Regions from separate parts of the Mus musculus genome. Here region 1 is linked to region 2. Evidence: chromatin contacts called from public promoter capture Hi-C data. All regions are on one chromosome and are shown on one strand. Each heading gives the region's core, a stretch centred on a gene start, on an enhancer-like site or on the middle of the called end of the contact. The rest is flanking DNA. Distances are from core to core; before and after follow the strand shown.

Evidence for each region. Promoter capture Hi-C pulls out the DNA fragments that hold promoters and counts their contacts.
Region 1: a contact with region 2 is called in a promoter capture Hi-C map of liver. The contact joins the enhancer-like site here to the promoter of Tmem100 in region 2. A contact is called at or near these places in 3 of 39 promoter capture datasets (the C10 cell line and liver), 1 of 115 datasets of contacts at active chromatin or transcription factors (bone marrow-derived macrophages) and 1 of 9 other capture datasets (macrophages).

Annotation. Positions count from the first base shown.
Region 1 is chr11:90,267,002-90,271,860 of GRCm38.p6, reverse strand. Mmd (monocyte to macrophage differentiation-associated) reads right to left here. Exons shown (of 7, transcript NM_026178.2): 6 at 4,280-4,349. Among named protein-coding and RNA genes, the nearest start is that of Mmd, 20 kb to the right of the region's middle. Within about 2 kb of position 2,815, at least 44 of the 459 cell types and tissues checked have an H3K27ac peak or open chromatin away from gene starts, as enhancers often do. A contact at or near this core is called in liver, where this site is marked.
Region 2 is chr11:90,027,524-90,032,273 of GRCm38.p6, reverse strand. It overlaps Tmem100 (transmembrane protein 100), which reads right to left and starts at 1,926. Exons shown (of 3, transcript NM_026433.2): 1 at 1,531-1,926.

The DNA of each region.
Region 1 (4,859 bases), core at 1,566-4,065, 240 kb before region 2:
TTTTCAAAGTTTTTGGTTTCATGGATTTTTTTCTAGTTGTTGAGTTTGTGTTCTCTCTCTCCTTTTCTTTTTCTCTCTCTCTGTGTCTGCCTGTCTATTTTTTCAATACTACCGGTTGAACCCACCGCCTCCTAGATGCCCAGAAAAGCCTACATCACTAAGCCATACCCACAGCCCTCTACTTTTTCCATCTGAAGATAGATGCTTACATCACTAATTTTAAAACTTTCTTCTTTTTAATCGTGTTACTCAGAGTTCTTCAAAGAATTAGAAACGTGGGGACTGAGGAAGCCTAGAGTGAAATGTGTATTCCCACAGACACAGGCATGTAGAGGCCTCCCATTCAAGAGATGGCAAAGCATCCCTCTGCTCCAAATGCCAGCACCTGACCTACAGAAGTGCGAAAGCTAGCACCTGCAGCATCCTCCTTACAGACAGCTGTACTGAGACTGCTCCCCTGCGAGACCTTCCAACGCTAGCTAACATCTACTCGTGCTCGTACATGATAAACTCCCTCAGGTTTTAGGTTGCATCATTGGTGTCCCTCTGTCAGAATGAGCACACCTTACCTGGATCCCAGATTTTCTGTACATGCGTTTGTTCTTTGTTCATTCTCTTACCACCCTAGTCAGGGTTCCAGACTACCCTGTGCAAGACTAGGTGCAGAGTCAGTAAGATGGATGTGTATGTCTGCATGCAGAACAGGGTGTCTGTCTCTCTCTCTCTATCTCTGTCTCTGTCTGTCTCTGTCTCTGTCTCTCTCTCTCTCTCTCACTGTGTGTGTGTGTGTGTGTGTGTGTGTGTGTGTGTGTGTGTACTTATAGGTTTTAAGGCACTGACTTGTGTAATTACAGAACAGCAAGCCTGAATTCTGCAGGGGCCTGGCAGCCAGTGATCCAGGTTAACGCGCGGCTACTGTGGCTGACATCCAAAGGTATGGGGAGGATCCTTGCTAGGAAGACCTCAGTCCTTTTATCTTAAGGCCCTCAGGTTGAGACCCCCACACACCACAGGGAATATACTCTCTGTCTACTGAATTGAATGCTAATGTTACTGAAGAAGTACCCTCACAACAACCAGGCTGTTAATGGGCAAACATCTGGGTACCTCGGCCGAGTCAGGATGATTCATCAAAGCAACCTGCACACTCACAGAGTCATCTAAAGCACCGTGCCTCTTTCCCAACACGGCTTGGGCTGCAGCCCACAACTTGTCAGGTTGCATATTCCTTACTAGTCACTTCAAAGATGCAAGTGTTTATATAGGCGTATGCCATCGAATCTTTAAACGTTTGGAGCACCTCTATCATTTTGTGGAACAGTTCTAATTCTTTAGTACCAAAGGCTGCTTTATTGTCTACGTACATTGCCTATTTTCATCAGAAGATTTTGTATACTGACCTATTCTCAGGTGGGGCCTTGTGGGAGGAAGCAGGTTGGCAGGGGCATGCCTCTCAAGGGCTTAGCTTGTCCCTGGCTCCTTCTTAGCTACCTCTCTGTCTGCTGTGAGGTACTCCACCCTCTTCTGCTCTCTCCACAGCACGCCTTCCCATGAGAGAGCCCACAGCCAACAGTCAAGTAACTACAGGCTAAAGCCTCCAACACTACGAGCCAGAACAAATCCCTCCTCCCTTTCTTTTTGTGCTTTGTCGTTATTTTTGTTTTGTTTTGTTTGCTTTTTGAACTTTTTTTTTGTCACAGTGATAAAAAAGCAACTAAGACAGAGGGGCGGAGTTCCTCTGCCCCTAAAGTAAGCTTGGTCACCCAAAAGCCAGAGATGTGTGATATCCGATGTGGTTCTAACCACTTGGAATGGTGGGCGCTCCACTATTCCCCTGAATTCAGTGCTTCTGGCAGCATTGTTTAGCTCCTCGCCATCAAATGGTTATTCCCAGTGAGGGCTTCCAGAATTCTGCCCTGCACACATCCAGCTTGATGCCTGGCCGCGCATACTCCTTTGTAGATTCCTGCAGGTCCGTCTCGGCAGCTCTCTCCTCCCTAGGTCCCTGCCCCATCAACTGTCTCACGTCTGATTTCTAGGAAGACAGCTGTTCTCTGTGCTCTCTTTTAATTGCTATTTGGAAAGTCTACAGGAAAACAATGCGGGCGGGGGGTGGGGGGGAGGGGTAGAACCCAGAGCTCAGCTTTTGGTTTCTCTGCCTTCAAGCATCCCGCTCCGCACTCTCTGTGCTTAATGCTTGGAGAGCCCGCAGCTTTAATTCATTATTGAGCGCTCTAGCTCTTCGTGGCAGAAGAGTGAAGCCTGAGACCCAGGACTCAGCTCCACAGCTCAGCGCTCACTCTTACATAACCCTTTTGATCTGGACTCTGTCTAGATCTCCAGATTATTATCAGCTCTCCAAAGGCGGGGGTGCCCTCCCAGGCGTGCTGTACCCTCTGTTGGTAACACCTGCCTCACACTGACTGTTCCTGCTTTCTACTTGTCTTTCTGAATCAGCATACCTATCACTTATTTTAGTACTTCAACCTCATGTTTCCATAGCAACCTGAGTTGTCCCTTCCCCATCCCCTGCCATCGGGGATATTATAAAACTTTATTACAGTCTCCTATTGAACGGAAACTGTCTATCTGTTGGACCCTAAGTTCTGTGACAGCAGTGTGTGAATTACCCTGCTTCATTTTCATAAACATTAGTCACTGGCTATTATAGCACCTAGGAAAAGGCCGATTACAGATTCGGGCCAGTAAAAATACTGGATAAACCTGCTTTTATGACAGCCAGAGGGAATTGACTTGAAACTGCTCTAATAATTAGTAACCAATCCACATAGACTTTGCTATTATGGCTCTGGCTGTCCTGAACTGCCCTATGGATGCAATAGCCGTGGCCCAGTTTTCTCACTTCAGTCACATGCCTGCCTACCTCTTCTCATCCTTTTCTGCTGCCTTTGCCAAGTGAGCCATGTACATCTATGTGTACGCACACACAGACATAGATAATATGTATTTATCCGTGCAGTCGTGCTAGGTAAATTACTAAAACTACCATCAAACTCATATATCGAGGAAATATAATTTTTGACACTTTCACAAGCAATGTTTTCTGAAACCTCAGAACCAGATTTTAGCTCCAAGGGGCACTCTTCTGAGGAGGGCGGGCCCTGGGGAGTGAGAGGGGAGGTAGGCACTGGAGACAGGGAGGTGGGTCCTGGGAGCTGGAGGTGGGCCCTGGGGAGTGGGAGGGGAGTTGGGCCTTGGTGAGAGGGAAGAAAGCCCTGGGGTGGGAGGGGGGTCCTGGGGATTGGGGTGGGGAGAGGTGAGCACTAGGGGATGGAATTACATTCTCACATTGTGTGTAGAAACTCAGTAATGAAATCTCACGTCCAACCCTGACTCTGGACAACTGAGAATAAAGAAATGAGTTAAAACTAAATAAGCTGCAGTTCTTTAATTAGTACAGTGGCTAACGGCCAGTGCCGAACACAAGACATCGGAGGAAGTAAGCCAGTGGCCAGCAGAGCTGGATGAGACTGCAATGTATAGTTGTGGACTCAAAGTGACAGGTGTCTATGGTTTTCTACATGGTAATTCCACTGGAAAGAGAACTTGAAACACACCGTACACAAGAATTCACTAAAGATAATGTAACACTCTTATACTGAAGTTCCCAAGCTATTCTCAAGCAAAGTTAAAAGGAAAATAACAGTTGTTTTGTTTTAAAGCCACTCTCCTTTCTTAGAACGAGAGCTACTACTACTTCAAAGCAAATTTTAAAAAAATGAAGTAAAAGGACTTGAAAACTACTGAGCACGAAGCTGGGGCAAATGCTAGGCTTTTCCTTCTGACCTCAAACTTACAGCTTTCCCTCTTCAGCTGGGTAGGGACCATACGGTGGGCCACCACAACCTTCAAAGATCCCTCGAATTCTTAAGATTTTATGTCAGTCATTCATGCTCTCTTTACCATAACAGAACTCCAAATAGCCTCTTCCAGAGAGTCAGGCTTAAATAGCCCCATTACTCAACCTCAAACAGCTACTTCTAATCTTTTAGACAAGTCTCTGAAAGAAGGGTGATGAGATGGGGGTTGAGGGGGGAAGCCATCATCCAAAACAAAAAAGTACAGAACAAACCCACCCAATATATACACAGCGTTGCCAAGCCTTGGGGATAGCTAGTGTAACTCATATGGTTCTCTCTCAAGTCTATAGTTAATGGATATATCAAAGCTCCAAAAGGGAAAACTGCACATTTCTCATTACATCAGAGTATCAGGGATTTAGGGAGGAAGGAACCAAAATTCTAAAGCCACGTCTCACCATTGATGTCACCACCAAGGCTGGAGAAAATCCCATCGTGAGATAGAAGAAAAGTTCAACCACTTTATACCTGTAGGGACACACAAATGGTTAGACACACCCCTTGGGACTGCTTTATACCAGCTTCCCTGTTCTTTATCTTGAAAGCGAAATATAAGCTTTTAAACAACTCAAAGGGGATGCATTTCCCACGAGGAGACCACCTAGCCTCTCCCTAACACACTGAGTAACAATGTGGTAAAGTTTCTCTTAGGATGAAAAGGGCAGAAATTGACCCAGGCTGCCTAGAACATGCTTGCTGTCAAAGCTAGCTGTAATCTAGCCCAGTACAATACGTTTCCCTTGCCCATCCTCTTGGTTTGGCCCATCATCAGTTCCATCCAGAGTTAAAAGGACCTTGAAAGGGTGAGGGGAGGTGAAAACACAGCTTTCTCCAGGAGTGGGCAGCAGCCAGAGCCCAGGATGCGTTTTCTGTTTGTCTCTTCATTTTGCACGCATATTTCCTGTCCCATGCCACTAGGCTGCAGGCTATCTGAGAACTTTAGCCCTAGTGGAGGGAGAATGGTCTTGGGGTTACCAG
Region 2 (4,750 bases), core at 677-3,176:
ATCCTCAAGGCTGTGCCCCAGCATCATCAGTGACCTGACAGGGTTAGGCTGTCTTACAGAAATGCCACTAAAACCTGGGGTGAAGCAGGTCGGTGGCAAAGCAAGAGCACTATGGCAAGCCTGCCCATATTTCTAAAGGTTATCCCAGGATTTCCTTCATCTGTGCAAGTCTTACCAATTCCTGGTCCAGTCTCCTCATTCACATCACTGACAGAATAGCTTCGTCTTCCCATCCGAGGGATGCTTAGCTCTCTTTAGCCACTGGCTTGCCCCCTGGACCTCTCACCCTCCTAGCTTCCAAGGGGGACACAGAGAGACCAGGAGTCCCTTTCCTCCAATGTGAGCCAGAGCAAGTGCTCCTTGGTTCCAATTGATCACACTGAGAAGTTACCGAGACCTGAGTCAGAGGTCCAACATGCTGGGTATAGGAGGTACCTCTAGGCCAGCTGGAAGCCCAGACTGCCATCACCCACAGCTTCCAATGTGAGTCTTAGAGAAATGGAGTCTCACGTATAACTAGTGACATCGCTGGATGGCGAGATTGGGCATATTTGGAACCAGGGTATTCAGAAGATGGTGACCTAGGGTCTAGGCTACATCAAATAGAAACCCTCAAAGAGAGCTGCTTCCCACTTGGGAACTCCTGCCTTTGGGGCAAGACCTCCCTGATTCCTAGCACAGGCCATTTACTGTATATTAAGCAAATCCCCAGTAGCAGCCAGGAAGTTCTGAACATCACCATATCCTAGTGGAAGATCATTTTCCCTTGCTTCCTAAGCCGAAGGTAAAGAAATGAACCTACAGGGGAGAGAGGCATCCTTTCCCATGGCGAGCCCCAGGATGAAACGGTAAGGAGAGACACTGAACAGAGCTGTGCCTCCAGGGTGCAAGGCCACAGGTTTGCTGCTACTTCTAACTTGGAAGCTTCGGCTTCTCATGGTTTCAGGTGTGGCGCTCCGCGCCACTGTCCCAGCACAGTGTAAAGGCATCTGTCTAGGTAAGAAGATGCCAGTCTCCAAAATTAGACAACTCCTGATTTGAACTGGTAAATTTAAAGAAATGGAAAGCTCAGAGATTAACCAGAAATTGTGCCAGGAAGAAAAGGGTAGAAGCACCAGGGCAACCGGGGGCACAAGCATCTTTAACCAACTTTATCTCTTAAGAAGAAATTCAAAAAGATTTTTCACAGCAAAACATGCAAAAACGCCTTTGAATGTCCAGTCTTCCGCCCACAGGGTGCCTAGCTGGTATTAAACACCCTGGGAAGCGACACCTGGCCCCACGTGCAAATTTTCATCACAATGCATCCAGTCTCTTTTTCTGCAAGCTCTTGGTGCAGAAAAGTGAGGAAATTTCCCTGGTTCTTTTTTTTTTTTTTTTTCCTTTGAGCGCAGGGCTTGGGAAGGCTCAAGTTTAGAAAACTTTCCTGAAGACTTCCGAGTGTATGAACCGTCCTCCCCGGGCGAACCCCGGCAAACAATCTACAAGCCTCTCCCAGATCTTTCAAAGAGCAAGGAAACCGAGCCTTACCTTTCTCAGCCAGAAGTGGACTGAGACAGCAGCAAGCGGCGGCCAACAGCGAGGCCGACAGTGGGATGCAAATCACCATGCTAGGGACCGTACACAAAGTACTCAGCAAGATTTACAGACCATTAAGGGACCGGAGACAATTTGGTGAAAGGAAATTCCTTACTCGCTGTTGTATTTTACTCTACGTTTTCCTTTTCTTTTCTATTTTTTTTTCCGTGCCCACACCATCCACTGTAATTACAGGAGTGAATCCATCATAACCCAATTATTTAAAAAGTCACTAAAAATCTCTCCTGTTTTCTTTCCCCCGTTTAAAATCCTTATGCAAGCATTCTTTTTTATGGTTTTCTCTAACCTAGTCTTCGATATCACTCTTTTGTAGTGTGAAGCTGCAGAAAAGAACTCCTTTTCGGTCTTCTACATTAGCGGTGGAGGAGTAAGGGTAGGGGTGGGTGGAGAGATGGGTGTGGGAGGAGGGGTGGGGATGGGTAAAGGCAAGCCATTGGAGAATTCCGGAAAGGAGAGTGGGATCCTCTGCAGATTTGTCACCATGAGGTTTAAGTGATAAGAAGAGTAATAGATAGCGGCGCACTGATGGCACACGCCTTTAATCTCAGCACTTGGAAGGCAGAGGCAGGCAGACTTCTGAGTTCGAGGCCAGCCTGAAGAAGAGCGATAGATGATAAGAGATAAGGCTGTATGTAGTGCCTGGGTGGCCTGTCGCCATGAAGTCAAGCAAGCTGGTTCGCCAATGAGTGTTCCTTATGTGAAGATGCCAGATTGCATGGGGTTGCTAACACACTGGACTGCCACATCTCAGAAGAACTGAGGCCACCAAGAACATCACAAACAACGCTGTGAGGAGATTTACTACGTCAGAGAGAATTCCCCCTTACTTAAAAAGCATCTCCTCTTCCTTAGCAATAAGGAGCCGTTGCTTAGGGGGAGGGAGGGTCCGCAGTGGAAGGAAGCAAGAAGGATGGCCAGTTCCAGGACAAACAGGTCACTGGTGCAGGTCCCATCTGTGGGAGCCTGCCGGGGGCGTTTCCACTCTGCCATTGAAGTGCGCTGGCGGTTTCTCTTTGGGGAGCACACTTGTGCTTTGCATTTGGGGAAGAACTGCCCTCACGTGTGTTTGATTATTCTCCCTCCCTCCCACTTTCGTTTTTGCTTTTGCTTGGTGTGGTCGAGCTGGCTAGTTTCCAGCATCCCGGAAGATGCCAGTTCCTCAGGCTCCTCTCTGTCCAATCACCACATGAAGATCTCTGTCATCACAAAGGCCCGTTGAGTTCAGTGAAATTCGGGAAGCTGGCCAGCTTTTCTCCTAGCTAACTCTTTTTTTTTTTTAAAGGGTGTGTCAACAATTTTACTCTGAAATCAGGGGCATTTTGGAAAGTGATCTGTGTTTTTGTGTGCTTTGGGGATAACAACTCTTGTTATTTCCCCTCCCAAATATGCTCTAGGCAGTTTTCTTTTAAGTAGAAAGATCTAACAGTAGTAAGAGGAAGAAGAAAAAAATGTGTTTTAGATACAAACATGTCTTTACTATTTGTTGGTCAAGTTCCAGGCACAGGAATCTCCTAAGATCCACATGTGGAGAGAAAGAACAGCTTGGACCTCTTAGTTGCCTGTCCTGGCTTCTGGTGGCTAGCACTTTGTTCGGCCTTAACTCTAGAACCAACTCCCCCATTCGGAGTGGACCTACCCAGTCCACCGAATGAAGAGGAACGGAGCACGTGAATGTTCATAAGCATCGATCACACACTACCCAGGCCACATCTCCAGGACTGCTGTTTGTGTTTTCCTGTGCAAGATTCTGAGACTTGGCACTGTGTGATACTTTAGCGGATCTATACTACTAGGGAAAGTGGCTGAACCAAGCCATAACTCCAGGAGTCTCTACCTTGTGCCCATCCATTGGCCATTGTTTTTGACTGCTTAAGATTCTACGAATAGTTCTCATTCAGGGAAGGGGGAGGTACAGGGTAGCACACTATCATTCAGTTTACTTTTGAGCAAGTACCCTGAAAAGAAACTTAATGGTTGAATTGTGTGTTGTATCCCCTAGGATTCTGAGCATTGAGACAGAGCTGTGTTATCAAGCAGATTTGAGTGTGTTTGAAACCAAGACTGATACAGGCTGGTAGGTATCCTGTGAGAGAGCCTCCGGAAGATGCTAGAGCGGTAGGGATATTTCAGGGGTCTCCAAGACCATTCTTCTTTCTTCATGGTTGAAATTGATTGTACTGCTTTTGGAGGCCAGGGTCTTAGTAAAGACTGCTGAGCAGACAGAGAAGCAAAGATCAAAACGAGATCTCATCTTGGAGCTAAGTCTGCAACGGGAAAGGCACAGGGACACCAAGGCAGACACTCTGCCTTAGAGAGAGCATTGCAAGCTGCTACACATTCCCCAGAGAGAACGGATCAATTCTGGACTAGGTGTGTGCGCTGCAGAGGTGAGTGAGGACTGGGCGGTTCGTGCTGGACAATCATTTGGCACTATAAGGAACGAATGTGATTCTGGGTAGAGGGGGGAATCCCTATTACATCAACACAACTTTGAAGAATCTAAATCTTCTGCAGAGAATGGGGAGCAGCTTGCATGGCTTAGGTGGAAAACATCCAGAGTGGGGTTAGAAATGGTTCATGGTCATATGCGGGACTGAATGATGCATTTTGGAGTCTATTTAGAGAGCAGGGTGGCTTTGAACAGTACACCAAAGTCATCTCTGTATAGTAAAGAGTGGCCTGCACTATACTGTTGGAATATTCTGAAGAAAGTCATATAGGGGAGGGGAGACTGGGAGAGCAGGCAGAGTTTCTGATACTGGGACCCCGACACTAGGAAGAGTGGACAAGCAGGAGTTAGGAAGATAGCGAAGATCAGCAAAATCTGGCAATGGATTTTATGTAGGGCTGGGTATCAGGAGAGGGAGAGGAGTTTATAAGACCACATGATTCATGGTTTCATGAGATTGTTGGCAGAAATGTGCAGGAACAAAGCCCAGGTAGTTGATATGCATTTGATTTCATTACTTATACTGTTTTCGTGGACTTATTATTTCTTTTATACAAACAATACAAGGGGGTGGGGTGCAAGAAATATTCTGTTATCCATAGGAAGATGTGCAGGGCCTTTTTAGACATTTGCTGGACTAAACCCACCGCTTGATTGCCCCCAAGCCTGTCTTCCTCACACCAGTCCCGTGTTCAGACTCTT